Regions from separate parts of the Rattus norvegicus genome. Here region 2 is linked to region 1. A link is a contact called in public Hi-C data. All regions are on one chromosome and are shown on one strand. The core of a region is the stretch at or near the end of the contact, and the rest is flanking DNA. Distances in the headings are between cores, read along the strand shown. Region 1 holds the start of Sirt7 (sirtuin 7). Region 2 holds the start of Dus1l (dihydrouridine synthase 1-like).

Region 1 (6,153 bases), core at 1,177-3,676:
GTTTAGGCTCATCAGTGTCCGAAGGAACAGGTTTTAGAGTTCAGGTCACTATTTAGCAAATAGTGACCCCAGGAGAGGGTCCTCTGTCCACTTATATCCTGCAGCTCTGAGGTTTTCATTCCAACCTAACATAAAACCAGGTAAGCGTTAAGTAATTTCCCACGACAAACAAACAAACAAAACAATCTAGGAGCCGGGAGTCTTTGGATCCTGGCTGGGAAAGCCCTGTATACACTGCTGCTTAAGCTCAGAGAAGCGCCTGCCCTGGCAGGTAATTCCAACAGAGGGAAGGACCTCAAATGGTGCTTAGGTCACATTTACGAGCTGCGAGCAGAACTTAGTTAACCACCAGGTTTGTAGAGTCACTGCTGTAAAGCCAAAGCTGGATCATCGCAGGGCTATGAAGGGCTAGGCCTGGAATGCTTATGCCCCAGATGGCTGAGCTGGAGCAGCAAATGTTCCTCATTTTGCTCCTGGGTCATTGCTGTCTGTCTGTCATGCTTCCTGCCCTCACATTTCCCTGCAAGAGCCCAAGATGCCACTCCAGCAGCAAGGCCACCAAAGGGTTTCCCAGCTTTAAGGATTTTATGTCTGAGCCTGTAGTAGGTTTTGGACTATACCTTTGTAACAGAGGTCTTCTTTTGTCTGTTTGTATATGTCTTTGCATTTGTGCACATGTGTGTAGACCCACATGTTACATGTGTTGGTGTGTGAATCTCAATGCCCATCTTACTTTTTTTTTTTTTAACACATTTGTTGGGAGGGAGGTGCAAGGGTCATGAGCACAAGGAAAAGTCAGAAGGCTCCTTGTAGTCAGTCCTCTCCTGTGTGAGCTCTGAGGACCAAACTCCACCAGGCTTGGTAGCAAGTGCCTAGTTATTCAGGGAGCCATCTCACAGCCCCCACCCCCACCTTCCACTACACGTGGAGCTCATGGATTTGGCCAGGCTGCCTAGCCAGCAGGCTTCAAGGGGTTCTCAGCTTATCTTCCCGTTCTGCGGTTACAGGGGTGTGGTATTGCTTAGCTTCTTCATATGCATTCTAAGAGTTCAAACTCAGGTCCTCATGCTTGCACAGCAAGCATGTTACCCACTGAGCCATCTCACCAGACCACTTTAGGGCTTCTTCAGAATAGAAACTGTTCACCTGGGTCAAACATTCATTCCACACTCACACATGATTGTACTGATACAGTCACACGTTCAAAGGTAGTCATCCCTCAGCCCAGGAAATCTCTCAGAGTCAGGAGCACAGCATTTCTCGTTTGTACCTGTTGTACTGTGTGACTCTGTCTTTCTTTCTTTCTTTCTTTCTTTCTTTTTTTTAGACAGGGTCTTGCATCAAGCTTTGAGCCAGGCTGGCCTCAAGCATTTGACCTTGAGCTTCCTCCCCTACCAGGCTTCACCTCCTGAGTCCTGAGATTAGAGATTTGGGACTCGACACTGGTTTTTCATTTATTCACATGGATCAATGTCTCCACTTTAAGTGAGAAGCCATTAGCAAGTATTTGGTTACTACATCCTACTACCGCTCCGTGTTTGACTGGCTTTCATAAATTAAGCATTCTGAAACTCTTTGACTTAGCTAAATTATTATTTATTGATTGACTTATCTTTTAGCCCCTGACTGTTCTGGAATTCCCTATGCAGACCAGGCTGGTCTTGAACTTACAAAGATCCTGTCTCCCAAGTGCTGGGATTAAAGGCATGTGCCACCTTGGTCACTTTGCCTTAGTTAAATCTTAAATCTAGAATTGTTTTGTTCCGGATCTCCGAGAAAGGACACCTTGAAGTTATTTCAAAGGTGAGAGAGCATTTGAACTCCAGCACTGAACAGCCCAAGTTTGTGCCCCAGAAGGGGGCGCCCCACACCTGAAGCAATGTGCAGGCCGTCACTTACCGTGCTGATCCCAGCGCCTGTGTAGACAACCAAGTGTCTGGCACTTCGGACAGCTCCGGCTAGTTCGCGGACCTTCCTCCGCAACTCCTCTGGGTCATCACACACCTGACAGGAGCCAGAGCTGGTTATTCCGGCCGCAGCCCACCGCCTACAGGCTACAGGCTATAGCCTACAGCCAACAGCCCAGCACCCGCTGCCCGCGACTCGCCTCCTCCTGGCGGCGCTTGAGGCCCTCACGCCGCCGGCTCCGACCCTGAAGCTCGGTCACCAGATCCTCACTCTCAGCTAGAAGCCGGCCCTCCTCCGCGCTGCGCTCTGCAGCCGCCTTCCTCAGGATGCGTGACACCTACGGACGAGCAGTAGGTGAGCGACTGCGCGTGCCGGCGCGAGCGCGGGCATGGCAGTGGCTTACCTGACGGAGGCGCTCCCGCTGCTGCTCCTCCCGCAACCTCCGGACCCGCTCAGCCGCTTTGCGCTCCGAGCGGCTCAGACCGCCACCGGCTGCCATCGCTCCCTGGACTGCGCTTCCGGCTTCCGCTTCCGCCTCATCCGGCAGCTACAAAGACGCATGCGCGCGCCCTGCCTTTCCCACCCCTTCCGGCTCGCCCTTCCTATCCTGGTCTTTCCCTTGCTCCTTCACGTTTCAAAGAAACACCACCAGATCTCTTTAAAAGGCGTTTATTGATCATATACAAAATAAAGAAAACCTTATATATCACAAACATACACTATGTACAGCAATAAATACCCGGGGGGCCAGGCCCAGTGCCGCCCCTCCTGGACAATAATTTAGCAATAAATACTGCGCAGGGCACGGGTGGGCACCAAGGCTGCTGCCTGCTGAGGCCAGGTGACTTGATCGCTCTGCACTGATGCCAAGTCCAGACCTCACCTTGCAGCCAGATCCCCGATGGCCCTACCCAGGTGCTGGAGACAGGGTCTCACCTTGCAGCCACACAACAGCCCCTCCTCACTTGGATGTTTAAGGACCCTCACCCCATTTAGGGTACTCTCTACTAACCTCCCCCTGGCTTCAGCCCTGCAGGGCAGGCAGGGGCTGATCAACTCTGCTTGGACACACCTCTCAGCACCAGGAGACCAACAGAGCTGGACACACAATAGCCCTTGTCCTGTTGCCCTAAGTTGCCAGGAGAAGGCTTTCTGTACCCATTCCCATTTGGTTAAAGGCTTCAGGGACTAGCAGACAGAAAGAAATGGGAGGAAAGGTAGGGTTGGGGCATGAAGTTGCTGGAGGAGCCAAAAGCCCAACTGGGGCCACAGAGAACAGGGAATCTATCAGGGACACTTCCTGAACACTCTACCTCTCAGGGGCAGAGTACATAGGTGTGCAGCTGGCCCGGGAGGTATAGCACGCACCCAGGACACATGCCAGAAACAAGGAAGCTGTGAGCAGCTCGCACACCCATGCCTCTGTGTGGTACTAAGTCTGTCCTCTCCACAACTGCTCCCAAACCAGGCAGCCAACAGCACTTAGAAAACATGCCAAGAATTACTCAGTGGCTTTGGGGGGGGGGGGGATCGTTAATGTGTTGGTTCCTTTCACCAAACCACAGCCTAAAAGAGTAACTCAGAAGATCCCAGAGCGGAAACAGTGTAGCAGGCTGTGGCTCAGACACCCCAGCTGTGGATGGGAGCTTTGGCCAAGTGGCCACACCAGAGAGGGAGGTAGCAGGGAAGTGGCCTCACCATCTCCAAGTGGGCTGTAGCTTATCAAAACTGCAAATCCTGGCCTTGAACACCAAGGCTGCTGCTAGCACAGAGTACACACGGACCTGAAAGATGAACTGAGAACAGCCTGCTAGGAAGCCTGGCGATGGTAGTGGTCCCTGTATAACTCAGTGTTGCCGTGGACTCCCTGCACTGATGGTACAACACCCAGACTAGCAGCTAGACACAACAGAGGGGAGGACTCTCTGGGACCATATTCTACAGAGGAAACTGACCCACCTCCTGCGGGTTTTCTTTGAAATCTGAGTGTCCATGTGGAAGGAAGGAGTCGGGCAGTCAAGATAGGAGGGAAGTCACACATTACGGTTTACTTAGCGGAGAAGTTTGGGAGACCTGGCCTCAGCCCAAGCTCTCCATTCGCTGTGTCAGAAAGTCAAACACAACACCCTCACAGTAGGAAAACGGAATTAACAATGATCAGGAAAACAGCCAACAGTCACAACTGGACACAGGATTTACTGTCAAGAAATCAGGGGAATGGGGCAGGGAGTGGAGCTGCAGGGCTGGCTCAATAGGGAACGTTCCCCAGACTCAATAAGAAGATACTGCAAACCTGAAAGCCTTGAGCACGGCTCTATCCGGTTCAGAAGCAAAGATCTGCTACTCCTGTTTAACACACATCTAGCCTCAGCCTCCTCTTCCTCATCCTCCCAAAAGGCTGGACCCATGCAGGAGGCCATTCTCAGCTATACACTACAGCCCAGCCAGAATCAAAGCACTCAGAAAGCCTGTCCCTCTCCTCCTCTAGGCATGGGCCAGCTCTGCTTGCCAGTCGGCATCAGCAACTCACTGGATACCAGTTAAGAGACAAAGGGAGGGAATGAGGTCACCTGGTAACTTATAATCAACAGTCCAGATTTCCACCCATATCCGACTCAGGCATCAATGGGAGTGTCTGAGCACCTTGAGCCAAACCAGCCTACCAAAAATGCCAGGGTGGCAGAGGTCCTGCTCCCAGAGCACTGCATGCTGTGTCAAACTGAGTGAAAATCCTGCTGCCTACGAGGTAAAGGCCTATCAGGCCACAGTCTTTCCTTTTACCAGATCACATTTCTGTGCTTGTCAGGGATCCAGGGCCCCAGAGAAGACACCAGCAATGTCAGCAAGAGGCTACAGGCCATGTGACCACAAAGGGATGTAGCCTCTTATGGGTGGGCATCCGCCTATGAGGAGCTTCCTGAGCCAAGCCTGGAAGGGGGCAGCCTCCACTGGAAAGCTGGGGTGAGGAGGCAGGCTTGGGACCTGCAGAGAAGCACCTCCAAGTCGAACAGCGGATCCCTGGAAGACGCAGATCCTGAAGGAGGCAGAATAGGGCCCAGAGCCAAGAGCTGCAGACACTGGGAAGAACAGACTGGGCCCGAGGGCCAAAGCCTTTGTCTGGCCATGGTGGAGGCCTCCAGGCTCTCACAGTGAGACAGGGAAGAATGGGTTGCCCCAAGTGGGGCCCCTAACCAATCTGCCTGGGAAACAACACCCCACAGAACGGGGTTTCAGAAATACACGAGTGACAGGACTCCCAATCCACAAGGTAGGCCCCTGGGGCGGCCTAGCTGAGGCCCCAATGAAGACTCTAGGAACTAAGCTGAGGCCAGAAGGAAGACGGCCGAGGACAGGTAGGGCACAGCCCTGTGGGCACCCACAGTGACACCTTGGTCCCTGCAATGTCACCACCCAGGGCCAGAGGTGGTGGATGTGGAAGCAGCATGGGGGCCCGATAGCTCCCAATTTCACTTACTCTGCCACTGCCTTAAGCCAAGCCCTAGACCCACAATGCCAAGCCAAGGCTCAGAGGGACCAAGTGGCAGAGGAATGGACAAGTGCAGAAGAATGTGAGCCAGCAGGCAATCTCCTGTACTCCAGCGGCAGAGTATGTTCTGCCTGGGTCCAGCAAGCCAGCAGAAGCAAAACCACAACAAAAATCCAAAAGACAAACACACATACACACACGCACACACACACAAAAACACAGGGACAGCCACAGGTCAAAGGTCACCAGAAGCACCAGCACTTTACGGCTGCACAAAACCTCACCAGGCACGGACAACACCACGGCACCGGCAAGACGGAAGCAGGAAGGGCGAAGGAGTAAGTCACTTTCGGTACAGTTGCAAAAGAGATATCAAAGAGGACAGCCTCTGGTAGGCTCGCAGCCTGGCCTTTTTTTTTTTTTTTCTTTTTTTTCTTTTTCTTTTTTTAAACTAAGTTTTATAAGTAATGTCTGATAACTCTGTGTATAAAAACTAAACTCCAACAGCCACAGAGCTGTCCCCAGGTTTACAAGAAAGGGATTTTTTTTTTTCAACTAGCAAAGTTTCTACTATACTTTCTTCCCTTATCCATTTATACGGTCAAATGTTGTTTTCTGTTTTTGTTTTTTAAGACAATTTTATAAATACTCTGCAGCTTTTTTTTCTTTTTAGCTCTTAAACATATAATTTAATAACTCCGTAAAAGGAACTTCTCTTTTAAATAAAGGGCTATATAACCACACAAATAGGTCATGTA
Region 2 (6,153 bases), core at 1,691-4,190, 160 kb after region 1:
AGGACAGGAAAGAGGACCAGGTCCCATAACCCCATGGCTTATGCCCAGGCTCCCAGAGAGGCTGCATATTGAGCTCACCTAAAGGAAACCCTCCCTGGTGTCTAGAGAGCCTGAGATATGGTAGTGAACCCAATGTTACTCTCCATGCAGACAACACCCTGGAGCTGGAATGGCAGTTTTAGAGATTTGAGCCAGGGTAGCAGGTCTTAAAAGTGGGGCCAGGAGGAGCCTATTGCCCCGCCCAAAAAAATGTCTTGGCTGCAGCCCCCACTCAAGAGCTGCAGAAGCAAGAGCCACGTCTGGTGTTGGAAGATTATCATGGAGAGACAGAATGTGCTCAGATGTGAGGCCAGGCCGCCTGCTAGATCCCAACAACCACCCTGGGAGTCATGGCCTCACCTGACAGCCAGCCTTCTCCAGCATCTGGGCGTATCTCACTGTCTTGTCAATCTCTGGGAAGACACGAATTTTGCACGTGACAGGAACAGAGAGTCGCTCATGAGCCAACAGAACTGAGAAAAAAGACAGTCTCTGAGGGAACCACAGTGCTACTCCAAGGTGGCCAAACCCCAGTAAGTCCCCATGGAGCACTGGGAGCTAACAGGAGTAAGGACGCTGTCCTGGCACTGATTCTAAGGGGATAGTTGGTATACATCAGGGGACTCTATAGTCACCTCCTTCCAGCAGGAAAAGTGCTGTGGCCAAGAGCCCCCAGAGGGATCACCGGTGTCCTCTCTTGAGCCCCAACCAAGCAGCTGTGCTTATGAGCCCTGTCAGACTGTCTCTGGGGCGACTCACTCGCTGACACGATGGCATGCAGCCGACTCACTCATTCTTTGAAGAAGATCCCACTCCTCCTGCAGAAAAGCGCCATAGCGACCTGCAGAGGATGAGAGTGGCCCCCATTGCACCTATACTGCCATGAACCCCCTACCAGCCCAGCTCCTCAGACTACGGAGGACTCCACAGCTAGGCCAGGTGTATAGGTGCCAGCCGAGTTTCTGGTTAGAGCAGGACTGAAAATGAAGTCAAACAGCTTCTCAGCTGTCAAAACTCCAAAGTAGCCTAAGACCAATAATGCTTGCTTAGGGGCCCAGTGAGCCAAAGGATTGCGGAGCCAAGGACCCCCCGCCAGCCGGTCACATTTATCAGTGGGATATCTACGTGGCCAGCAGAGTTTGGTCCCCAGTCAAGCAACTGGGAACTCTCTAGGATGATAAGACCAGAGAAAGGAGTGCTTGCTGGCTACAGGTGTCATTACAGTCAGAGGCAGGGATTAACTCTCCCCATGCCCACTGATACCCAGGCTCTACCAGAACAGGCCTGGACAGGCGTCAACACAGGACTGTAGAAATGACCTCACCTCTCTTGGCTATCATCTGTGGGCAGCCCAAGTTCAGGTCAATGGCATCACAGTAATCTTGTGCTAGGAGAGCTGCCTGGACAAACACCTCTGGGTCGTTGGCACAAAACTGAAGAAGACATGAATGTCACCTTTGGTCAAACCAGGCCTACGACTCTCCCTGCCTAGGCCACCCAGCCCTGTGAGGAATCCCATGGTGACTCAATGAGCTATGGTCTTTCCACCAGCATGTACAATATGATAAAGTGGGAAGATCTCATACCACTAGGGATATGAGTTGTACATGACATGTAACAGAAGCCACTGGCATAAACTTTTAAAGAACTAAGAGTTCTCGACAGGAGGGCACTGAGACAGGAGAAGTATCAAGGTAATACTGATGCTACAAATCCCTCGTGCTCTCCAAGCTGCCCCTTCACAGGGCTTAGACTGTCCCTAGCTTTGGGGATGCTCACTCAGCAGCTGTGTCTCACTGCATGTGTCATGCAAGGCTGCAGGGACCCCGACCCTCCTCCTGGGTTATATGTATATGGTGGGGACAGCTTGGGAATGCTGTCCTTATACACATGGTCTGGAACCCGGGTGCTACTCAGGTAGCCACAGTCCCTCTGCTCACCTGCACAATGAGGGGCCTGTCCTCAGGGCACACATCACAATATAGGTTCTCTTTCCGATAGTTAGCATCTCTAACGAAGACCTGGGCATGTAGCATAGGGGTGTAGCATAGCTGGGCTCCATGGCGGCGGCTTAGCAGTCTCCAAGCTAGCTCACTCTGGTCCACCATGGGTGCCACCACATGTCGGGCACCCCCAAGGGTGCGGCTCCAAAACTCAAAACCCTGCAGTTTGGGCATCCTTTCCACACTAAAGGCAGAAGAGGAACACGCTCTCATTTCAGCCATAGTACACCATCATACCTCAGGAGGGTACGAAGTTCAGCTCAAGGGGCTGACCACTCTTGTCAGTTATAGCTGCCTGCTTCCCCAAACACAGGAGAGGTATATCCAGGCACAGGGTCGAGCTGCCCTCCACCTTTCTAGCAGTGACCCTGACATACCATTCACCCTCTCTGAACCTTACCCCCTCATCTGCCACTGGATTAAACGCCAGCCTGGTGGAACAGGTGTGAAGGATAAACAGGTCTGTGCCCGAACAAGGAAATCTGCGTCCCTGCGGGCCGGACCTGGCCAGATGAGACCTCCCGGCAGCACGAGGCCTGACGCCACCTCACATCTTGGGTTGGGAGAGCAGCGAGTATGTCAGCCCCGAAGGCCCCTTTCCTAGTCTGGCCTAGAGTCTCCTGAGCTAACCCTACCCCTTGGGCTGGCCCGGGGCCCGAGACAGACACCGGACGACGTCAAAGGGGCTTGAATTAGAACTACTTCCCGCACCGTCGGAGCTGGCCGGGGTTCAGTGAAAGCCTGTGGCTGCGGGCACGCTTCAAAAAGAAAAAGGGACATACATACAAGGCCCCGCAGCCTCTGTCTTACCCGCTGCGCCGCCAGCAGGACCCGCAGGAAGGCGGCGGTAGCCGCCAAGCACTATGGCTCAGTCTCAGCGCACCACCGCCGGAAGTGCCGAAGGCGGAAGCGCACTGCCAGGCGCTCCGCACCGTCTGCGGTGCGGCAAAGAACAAAATCCTCGGACACTGCAGCTCAACGCTGAAGGGACCGGCCCCGTGGAAAATGGAGCTGAGCAAGTACAGACTGCGCGTGCTCGGGAGCCACGTTGTTCCTTCCAGACAATTGGCACTGAGAGATCTTTCCTGCATCCCCAACCAACCCCCGCATTCCAGGACCAGCCCTTGGTTCTTCCGACGCAAGACATAAATTCAGTATAATACCACAGTAGAAAACGAAATAAAGAATTATTACTTCAGATCCTAGATAGGAAAGGCTACGAGGAGCCTGTCCTTTGCGGAGTAATGAGATGCTTCCTAGAGGAAAGGAACATGCATAAAGAAATATGGTAGGGTTGGGGATTTAGCTCAGTGGTAGAGCGCTTGCCTAGCAAGCGCAAGGCCCTGGGTTCGGTCCCCAGCTCCGAAAAAAAAAAAGAAGAAGAAGAAGAAAAAAAAAGAAATATGGTGTTGGCCTTTCGGTGATGGCCTATACCTTTACTCCCAGCACTCAGGAAGCAGAGGCAGGCGGATCTCTGTGAATTGGAGGCCAACTTGGTCTACAGAGTGAGTTCCACGACAGCCAGGGCTACATAGAGAAGCCCCAACGCCCACCCCCCACCAACTCCCCATCTCAAAAACAAACAAAAAAGATTTCTCTCTTAAGTTCCACAATCCTTACAGAAACATTGTGTCATTCAGTCCTGGTCCCCAGCCTTGGTGCAAATGCTAATACATACTTCATAATGATACATGTATGTGTAATAATACATGCATAATGTTATAATGATATAATGTAATATATGTATTACACAGGACATTTATAATCCTTTAATTTTCTGCCTTGTAAGAAAAATGACAGGAAGCTGGGTGGTGATGCCACATGCCTTTAATCCCAGCATTCTGGAGGCAGAGGCATGAGCATCTCTGTGAGTTGGAGGCCAGCCTGGTTTACAGAGCTAATTCAGGATAGCTGGAACCACATAAAGAAACCATATCTTGAAAAATAAAATAAAAAATAAAAAAATAAACAAGAGGGGCAGGAGAGATGGCTCTGAGGTTAAGAGTACCGACTGTTCTTCCAGAGGTCCTGAGTTCAATTCCCAGCAACCACATGGTGGCTCACAACCATCTATAATAGGAACTGGTATGTCTGAAGACAACTACAGTGTATACTTGTATACATAAATTGTACTTGTATACATAAATTAAATAAATAAATCTTTAAAAAAGAGAGAGAGAGAGAGAGTACTAATTGTTCTTCCAGTGGTCCTGAGTTCTATTCCCAGCACCCACAAGGCAGCTTACAACTGTCTGTAACTATATGCCCTCTTCTGGTCTGCAGACATACATACAGATAAAACACCTTAAACACATAATTGATTAATTAATTTTTTAAAAAGAAAATGGGAGAACAAACTTCACATCCACAGCTGGGCATGGTGGTGCACACCTTTAATCCCTATTCTTCATATCTCTGGGAGGCAGATCTCTGAGTTCAAGGACAGCCTGGTCTACAAAGTGAGTTCCAGGACAGTCAGGGCTATGCAGAGAAATCCTGCCTCAAAAAAGCCAAAAACAAGACAAAACAAAACAAAACCTCCCAAAGTACACTACTTAGCTTTATTCACTTATAGTGTTATAGCCTGACACACCTCATCCCCGGATAGCTTTAGCCATTCTGTCCCATGCCTGCCAGATATTTCATATTGTTGCTGTAACATGCCTCCCAGCCATTGACACAGAGAAGTGACTTGACTCAGAGCAAGGACATGCTGACCACAAACCCTGTTTTGTTCTGTATGTTCCGAATGTTCTGTATGAGGTTTGCTAATCTTAAGAATTTCCACAAAGCTTTACGTAGGACCTATCAAATCAAAGGTCAATATGAATTGTTATGTCTAAAATATCTTGAGTAAGAGCTTCCTGCACCTGTGTGTGGGTTTTTTCCCCCTTATAAGCTGACAAAAATATATCTGTTGTCATAGTTCAGATAATTCTGAGCTATGGCGCTGGTCTGACCAGGGCGTGTGTTCAAGAAATTATTCTTGCTTAACTGAGGTCAGTGTTCATATGGTTTGTATGGCAATTCCTGCACCCCAATAATAGCAGTTCTAGCATTGTTTATAGACCTGAGCTTCTACCTGGTATAATTGTCCCTTGAGCTAAAATATCTTTCAGTCCTGATAGATCTGAGAGATCAACCGTCTCAGTTTCACTCGTTTGTAAATCTCTGAAACCCCAAACAAAAAAAGAAAAAAAGAAAGAAAAGAAAACGAAAACAAGAAAACAAAAATAAATAAAGAAGACAACAGCTGGATGTGGTAACACACACACTTGTAATTCCAGCCAGCCTGGAACTCTCCATTGTCCTGAGCCCTGGGATTGCAAACATGTATCACCACACTCCAGCTCCAGCTGGTTTTCTTGGCGTTCCTACTGTTTTGTGTTTGTTGAACTTCTTTCATCCATAAGTTAATTTTTTTCCCAGCAATATTTCAGCTATTTTTTTTTTCCTTAGCAGGGTCTGTAACCCAGGTTGGCTTTGAACTAGGATTCTAGCTGAGGATCTGAGGATGACCTTGAATTTCTGTTCCTCCGGTCTCCCCATCTCCCCAAGTACTTCTTTTATGCTGTGCTGGAAATCAAACCCAAGCCTCGTGTGTGTTGGGCAATCGCTCTACCAGCTCACATCCCCAGTCCTTTCTTGCTCTTTTTTTCCTACTCTTCCTTTGTCTATGCAACCGCCTAAGTTTCATTGTTGGCAGTATCTTGCCTGGAATTCTGCTTTGTTTTCTGAAATCCTCTTGGCTGAGCAAGGGCGTTCTCTACCCTTAGGTTGGCCTGCCCCCTAGTGGAACCTCCCAGCACTGTTTGTTAGCTGAGGCAGCCAGGCCACCCCTGCTCCAATAACTAGCAACCGAGAAGGGACAGCCTGTGATTTCCACTCATTTCTCTTGGTAGGGACCCACTGTTTTACTGTAAGGCTGGGTTAAGACTCTGAGACTGGGCCTCCCCAGAGCTGAACTTCGAACCTCTAGAGGGCACTCTTTTTGGTGAAAAAGGACCCTGACAGACGTTTGAGCCGTTGGTAGCCTGTGCTGTGGCCCCGGGCTGGCCCATGGAGGAGGGAGCTTGTCCTTAGCTGCACCCATCTAGAATGGAGCTTGTAT

Evidence for each region. A called contact is a pair of places that touch in the nucleus more often than the background predicts.
Region 2: a contact with region 1 is called in a Hi-C map of the A7r5 cell line, with 4 times the contacts expected there. The contact joins the promoter of Dus1l here to the promoter of Sirt7 in region 1. A contact is called at or near these places in 4 of 12 Hi-C or Micro-C datasets (the A7r5 cell line, the Rat2 cell line, frontal cortex and 1 more).

Annotation. Positions count from the first base shown.
Region 1 is chr10:106,399,072-106,405,224 of GRCr8, forward strand. It overlaps Sirt7 (sirtuin 7), which reads right to left and starts at 2,427. Exons shown (of 10, transcript NM_001107073.1): 1 at 2,312-2,427; 2 at 2,108-2,245; 3 at 1,900-2,004. The coding sequence starts at 2,407. It overlaps Mafg (MAF bZIP transcription factor G), which reads right to left. Exons shown (of 3, transcript NM_022386.3): 3 at 2,562-6,153.
Region 2 is chr10:106,557,971-106,564,123 of GRCr8, forward strand. Dus1l (dihydrouridine synthase 1-like) reads right to left here and starts at 2,941. Exons shown (of 14, transcript NM_172018.2): 1 at 2,853-2,941; 2 at 1,980-2,226; 3 at 1,364-1,472; 4 at 830-880; 5 at 400-512. The coding sequence starts at 2,216. LOC120095225 (a long non-coding RNA gene) reads left to right here and starts at 5,837. Exons shown (of 4, transcript XR_010055925.1): 1 at 5,837-6,153.